Regions from separate parts of the Arachis hypogaea genome. Here region 1 is linked to region 2. The links are chromatin contacts, called in public Hi-C maps. All regions are on one chromosome and are shown on one strand. Each heading gives the region's core, a stretch centred on a gene start, on an enhancer-like site or on the middle of the called end of the contact. The rest is flanking DNA. Distances are from core to core; before and after follow the strand shown. Region 1 holds the start of LOC112785541 (protein FAR1-RELATED SEQUENCE 5-like). Region 2 has its middle 6.4 kb from the start of LOC112784488.

Evidence for each region. A called contact is a pair of places that touch in the nucleus more often than the background predicts.
Region 1: a Hi-C map of leaf shows a contact between it and region 2, with 2.7 times the contacts expected there. The contact joins the promoter of LOC112785541 here to the enhancer-like site in region 2. A contact is called at or near these places in 2 of 8 Hi-C or Micro-C datasets (both in leaf).

What each region holds. Positions count from the first base shown.
Region 1 is chr20:17,965,614-17,969,320 of arahy.Tifrunner.gnm2.J5K5, reverse strand. It overlaps LOC112785541 (protein FAR1-RELATED SEQUENCE 5-like), which reads left to right and starts at 1,972. Exons shown (of 5, transcript XM_025829003.1): 1 at 1,972-2,451; 2 at 2,608-2,697; 3 at 2,782-2,861; 4 at 2,915-3,098; 5 at 3,195-3,707. The coding sequence starts at 1,972.
Region 2 is chr20:17,758,675-17,762,317 of arahy.Tifrunner.gnm2.J5K5, reverse strand. No RefSeq gene overlaps it. Among protein-coding and RNA genes, the nearest start is that of LOC112784488, 6.4 kb to the left of the region's middle. Within about 2 kb of position 2,092, at least 1 of the 3 cell types and tissues checked has open chromatin away from gene starts, as enhancers often do.

The DNA.
Region 1 (3,707 bases), core at 723-3,222, 210 kb before region 2:
ACCCCATTACAACCCTTAAAAGACCTCTTGATATGTGTATCTGTGCATTAAATTTATGTTAATTGTTAGATGAAGAGCAAGTCTTAGAAAGCAAGTTTAGTAGAGAATTGAGAGAATCGAATCTAAAACACTTGAGTGATTATAGTGTATACACTACCAGTGAGGGTTCGATGCTCAATCCCTTGTTCCTTGCTTTCATGAGCTATTTTCTTCTGCAAGTTCACTTGTACTTCATTTTTATGATTTGAATTAGTGAATTCCAGTTCATATTTATTCTTGGAGAATTTATTTACTTTTAACCAAGTAGGTAGAAACACTTTGCATGTAGTTGCATTCATACAGATAGGTTGCATTTCATGCATTCTTACTTTCCTCTTCATTCCTTTATAGCTTCTCTTGAGCTTAGCATGAGGACATGCTATTGTTTAAGTGTGGGGAAGTTGATAAATTGCTATTTTATGGTTTATCTTGTACTCAATTGAGTGGGTTTTATCAACTCTTTACCCACTTATTCATACTATTTGCATGGTTTTACATTTGCCTTCCTAGTTATGTGCTTTGATTGAAAACATGCTTCTTTGACCTTAAGTTCCCTATGTTTAATCCTCTCTTATTACCATTAGATGCCTTGATATGTGTGTTAAGTGATTTCAGAGATTACAAGGCAGGAATGGCTCAAAGGATGGAAAGGAAGCATGCAAAAGTGGAAGGAATACAAGAAGTTGGAGAAATTGCTAAGCTGTCCAGCCTAACCTCTTCGCACTCAAACGGCTATAACTTTAGCTACAGAGGTCCAAATGACACGGTTCCAATTGCGTTGGAAAGCTAACGTCCGGGGCTTCGATTTGATATATAATATGCCATAGTTGCCCTAACACTAGGCGACGCGAACGCGTGCTCCACGCGGACACGTCGCAGTTCCGAAAATCAGCGTGGCAGATTTCTTCTCCAGCGATTTCTGGGCTGTTTCTGACCCAGTTCTCGGCCCAGAAAATACAGATTAGAGGCTATAAAGTGGGAGAATCCATTCATTCATGATAACATGCTTTCATAATTCACAATTTTAGGATTAGATGTAGTTTTTAGGGAGAGAGGTTCCCTCCTCTCTCTTAGGATTTAGTTTTAGGATTTAGGATTATTTCTTCTTCATCACAGGTTCAATATTCCTTTTTATTTATTTTCTCAATTTAATTTATGAATTCTTCTATGTTACAGATTATTCTTTTGATTAATGTTATTTGTGGTATTTCAGTTTATTATTGCTCTCTTTTATTTATATTACTGTTGCTTCCAATCTGAAGACATTTTTATTCCGGTAGATTTACTTTTTCCTTTTTGGTCTTGGTTAAGAAATCAGTAACTCAGGAGTTATCAAACTCAAACATGATTGATAATTGTTATCTTTGCTAATTGAATTGAACTTCAATAATCCCAATCTTTCCTTAGGGATTAACTAGGATTTGAAGATCTAACTAATTAGTCACTTGACTTTTCTTTACTTTAAGTAAAGGCTAACTAAGTGGAATTAAGATTCAATTTTCATCATCATTGATAAGGATAACTAGGATAGGACTTCTAATTTCTCATACCTTGCCAAAAGTTTATTTTACAGTTATTTATTTGCTTTACAGTCTTTTTACTTATTTCAATTGCAATTTAAATTACTTACTCCTCATCTTCAAAACCCCGATTTACAATCTCCATAATCGATAATAAGAACATACTTCCCTGTAGTTCCTTGAGAAGACGACCCGAGATTTAAATACTTCGGTTATCAATTTATTTAGGGGTTTGTTACTTGTGACAACCAAAACGTTTGCACGAAGGGATTTCTGTTGGTTTAGAATCTATATCTACAATGCGACTATTTTTATAAAATTATTTACTAGCAAAAATCCCTAACGTCATGGGGCTTCAACTGTGTAGGGTTTTTTGGGTTTGGAAGGGTTGCGAGCCGAACATATCCTTGAAATGGAGTTTTCTACACCTGAGGAGGCAAGCAGCTTCTATAACAACTACAGCCGACTAAAGGGCTTTTCCTCAATGCGCGATAAGACGGTTAGAAACACTTTCAGTGAGATTGTGAGGTACATGTTCGTTTGTAACAGGCAAGGGTTTCAAGAGAAGAAGTTGTTGGAAAAGGTTGATCGCAAAAGGGATCATAAGGTTGTAACCCGATGCAGATGTCTTGCCGAGATGAGGATAAAGCGGAAAGACGGTAGTGGGAAGTGGTACGTGTCGCGTTTCGTCGAGGAGCATAATCATGAACTAGCGTTCGGCAAGCTTGTGGATTATCTACGGTCACATAGGAAGATATCTGAGGTAGAAGTTGCTCAGCTAACAAGCATGAGGGAGATTGGGATTAGCATTCCAAAGATTTATAAGTCATTTGCACCACAACTTGTGAGTTTCAACCTGGTTACATTTACAAAGCAAGATATGTATAATGAGGTACGGAAGCAACGAGGGCTCTAGGGTGGGGACGTAAATGCAACTATAAGGTACTTGGAAGGTCTGGCACATATGGATGAGAGAATGTTTTGGAGGTATAAGGTGGGGGTAGGCCAACACCTGTGCAACTTGTTTTGGAGCGACGGTCGTTGTCAGGAAGATTATTCCGTGTTCGGCGATGTGCTAGCATTTGATGCTACGTACGGTCGTAACAAGTATAACCTCCCTGTTGTTGTGTTCTCCGGAGTAAACCACCACAACTAGACCTACGTTTTTGGAACGGCCATGGTTTCATGCGAGTCACATGAATCTTACATTTGGGTCCTTCAGCAATTTTTGGAATGCATGCAAGGAAAGGCACCGCAATCTGTTGTCACCGATGGTGACCCAGCCATGCAGTTGGCGATTCAGTCGGTTTTTCTTGAGGCGCATCATCGGTTATGCACTTGGCATCTTTTTTTAGAAATGCAACATCGAACATCTGTGACCCGGGATTCACACAACTATTTCGACATTGCATGTTGGATGATATGGAAATTGATGAGTTTGAAGCGCATTGGGCCTCCATGATCCATGAGTATGGTGTTGGCGACGTTGACTGGGTGAAGGACTTGTATGTGAAAAAGTACACATGGGCAACAGCTGGGGTACGGACAACTTCTAGGTGCGAATCACTCTACGCCAAACATGGGAGGTTTGTTGAGAGCAGGTATGGTGTGTTGGAATTTGTTACAAATTTTTAGAGGTGTGTCGATTTTCTTTGGGACAACGAGGATGAGCTGGAATTTCACTCTTGGTATGGTACACTTATTTTACAAACCGAGTTTGTTGAGTTGGAAAAGTCAGGGTGGACCAAGTTCACTCGTGAGATGTTCGTTAGATTTCAGGAAAGCCTGAAACGTTGTGTCCGTGTGAGAATATCTGAAATTAATGAAACAGTGCACCCGCATATATATACTATCCAAAAGTATCGGAGGCCTAACATGACCTGGCAGGTCTGTAGGGAGCCTATTTCCAACAGCTTTAGCTGCACGTGTATGCGGATGGATTCGTTTGGTATTCCATGTGTGCACATCATGGCCGTGTGTGTAAGGCTAGACTTAGGGAAACTTTCTGAAAGCCTAGTTTTGCGTAGGTGGTCCAAGACAGCCAAAATACAGTCCGAAAATGAAAACATTGAGCACTGCACTGCTGACCAAAGCATGACATATAGAACAAGGTTGGTAGCATTTTTACAGCTGTGCAAGCGGTTAGCC
Region 2 (3,643 bases), core at 843-3,342:
GAAAGAGAGAGAGAGAGAGAGAGAAGAAAAAGAGAGAGAGAAGGGAGAGAGATAAAGGAGGGGGAGAGAGGGAGAGAAGAAGAGAGAGAGAAAGAGGAGAAGGAGAGAGAGAGAGAGAGAAGGGAGATAGAGAGAGGAGGGGGAGAGAGAGGGAGAGAAGGAGAGAGAGAGAGGGAGGGAGAGAAGAAGAGAGAGAGAGGGAGAAGGGAAGGAGAGAGAGGGAGAGAAGGGAGAGAGAGGGAGAGAGAGGGGGAGGGAGGGAGAGAAGGAGAGAGAGAGAGAAAGGAGGGGAGAGAGAGAGAGAGAGAGAGAGGGGGAGGGGGAGAGAGAGGGGGAGAGAAAGAGATGGGAGAGGGGGAGAGAGAGAGGGGAGAGAGGGAGAGAGAGAGAGAGGAAGAGAGAGAAAATGTAAAAACTAATTTTATATATGTTAAAAGTTAAAACTAGTTTTAACCTATAAACCAGTTTAAACTGGTTTTTTCTATTAAAACTGGTTTTATTTTTATGAACTGGTTTAAACTGGTGCACTGTATTGTAAACTGGTTTAAAACCAGTTTCTTATTTGACAAAGTAGTTTGGTTCAGTTTCTAAACTATTTAAAATGGTTTAGTGCAGTTTCAGTTCAGTTTATGAAAAAACTGAACCATGAACACCCATATACACAACACAAAAAATAACAACAATTAACTTCTAGCATAGTACTATACCAAATAACCGTGCAAGGTCAGATTGATACAAACATGTACCGGGGAGGCATTCTTGTTTTTCCTCAATGCCATTAATGATCAAATCAAACATGCGGATCATGACTACACAAAATTAAACTAGAGTCCAAACCTCGTAACCAAGATTTATCTCATCACTTCCAACCTCAGTCACATCCGACAATTGCATAGCCTACAATTCCAAAATAAACGTAGAAATCCAAAAAAAAAACATAATAAGATAAATCCTTATTAAATATCATGTACATAAAACCTCACTAACCAGCACAAAAAATACGACAAAAAATAGAATTCAAGTCAATCATCCTAACAATTTTAGCTTAAAAACAAATGCATGCAAATGACAATTATAGTAATTGAATTAATTATTTCATAATACCTATTATATAAGTATTTTAACTACTATATATTCTCTTTTCCAATGACACTGTACATCACATAGCTGAACATGCAGTAGATACAACTACCATACACATAGTTTAGTCCTCAATTTCAGAGCCAATGATGCTAGAGTTACTTTTTTTATTCATTGACTATCATGTATAACTATATACATATATTCTAATCCTAACATACAGGAAGCAAATTAGGTATCCCATCAATTGATAACTCTTGCCTTTTTAATTTTCAGTTTCAAATATATCCTTCCTAAATATAATACCATTAGCTGTAACTCAAATTCAAGATACACCACTACTAAGGTTTCAGGGGACCTATGGGCATCATGCAAAGGAACATGAGTGATTACTTATTGAGTAGCAACGTCTCCAAATATAGTCAACTATCATGTTTATACATGCAATTCAAATTTGGTTATATAAATTCTTATATTCACAGAAGATAGTCCAAAAAAGAGGTAGTTTCATCCATAGACAAATCAATATGCCATGGTTAATTTATTTATACAAATTCCCCATACAAATAAGAATACTATCAATATAAAACCATCACAAATTTGGTTGAATCATGAATGTTTGTGATGCATCTGGGTAAGCATTAAACATAAAATTAAACACGCCACTTGCATTGAGTCTAAACTTCCAAATCATTTGAAAAATAACTATCCATTATCAATGTGTTGAACGTAAGTTGCTCACCTTATTCGATTGCTCACCCTCAACGATGAGATGGTTGGCTACGTTTTTATGTGGATTTGATGAAATCTCATTACCGACGATTCAACCACATTGCACTCCGTTAATGAACTCCGGCGGGGTGATGGGGTGAAAAAGAAAGCACACTTGAGACCCCTTTTAATTGCGACGTCGAAATCGGGAAGAAGGCACACACCGGCTGTGCGCTGTCCTCGCTGGACGTCCAGGTTGCTGCGATGCCGCGAAAATCGACCACACGACGGGAACGTGGTGCTGGGCGAGGGTATGTGCGGACGACGACGCCGGTCGGAAGAGAGTCCGACGGCAGGCGGTGACTGTTGCGGCTGAAGCACCGGCGAGATCTAATAAGAAATGGAGTTGATGGAGGTAACACCGTATTGAGAGAGGGAGATCATTGTTTTGATTCTATAACTGACTCTAATTCTAATTTGTTTCAAATTTTAAATTAAAAATAATTCACAATTAATTAATTGTCCACAATTTAATTTTAATTTCAATTTAATCCATTGTATACATTGTATAAAATATATATTGGCTCCTCATACTTTCTCATAATATAAAGAACGAAAAATGGCAGTCAAGTCATCTCTAAGATAGTCAACCAATGATATAAATATTTAGGACATTATTGTATTGATGTTGTGGTCATTGGTACCATTTTAATTTTTTACTAATTTTTATTTTTCAATAAAACTTCGTAATGGCATTGTTGTCGTTGGTAAACAGAGAAATAAGTTACCGTTTTGTCTTTTTAAAAAAAAAAATAAAATTAGCAATGACAGTCCCTAATAAATTAATCAATATTTACTTTTATCTTGAGAAAATGGTCACGATGACGAAACCATCTCTTCACATTCACATTTTATTAAATTATATATTGCAAGATGAAATTATGAGATAATTTCCATAATATAGTCTATTTATTATTTGTTTAGTGCAATAATAATAATAATCTAAATGATGTATGCTAACTAACATTAATTACGATGCTTACAAATTGTATGAGGAAATTTTGGCATAAACTGTGGCACAATTTCTGGCTTTGTTTATATCATATGTAGGTTGTAGGGTTCGAGTAAATACCTTTTTTTAACTGTTTTATCTCTTAGCATAATTTCTTGATTTATTTATATCGTACGCTTATAGTGAACGTGAATATTCTACAATAATACTCGATCCACGATAAAATAATAGGGAAGTTGTACGAATCAGACCATGGTGAAAAGACAAAATGATGACAGTAAAGGTAAATGTGATTGGTTTGGGATGTTGAAGTAAATTTTGGAGTTAAAATGTCCGAATGAATTCATTAAATGAGTAGTCTTATTCTATTAAAATTGGTATGATCCTACACATTCTTGAGGTACATGTGGTGTGGAAAATCATGATTCACATTTTCCATTATTCCGCACAACTAATCAGCAAGTGCACTGGGCCGTCCAAGTAATACCTTACGTGAGTAAGGGTCGATCTCACAGAGATTGTCGGCTTGAAACAAGCTATGGTCATCCTTGTAAATCTCAGTCAGGCGGATTCAAATGGTTATAAGGTTTTAATAATTAAAAGATAAATAAAACATAAAATAAGATAAAGTTACTTATGTAATTCATTGGTGGGAATTTCAGATAAGCGTTTGGAGATGCTTTGTTGCTTCTGAACCTCTGCTTTCCTATTGCCTTCTTCCAACCATGCGTGCTCCCTTCCATGGCAAGCTGTATGATCCTCTCAGTGAAAATGGTCCTCTACGGTTTCTGTACGGCTAATTAACTGTCGGATTTCTCGTCTCGGATGAAAAATACCAGG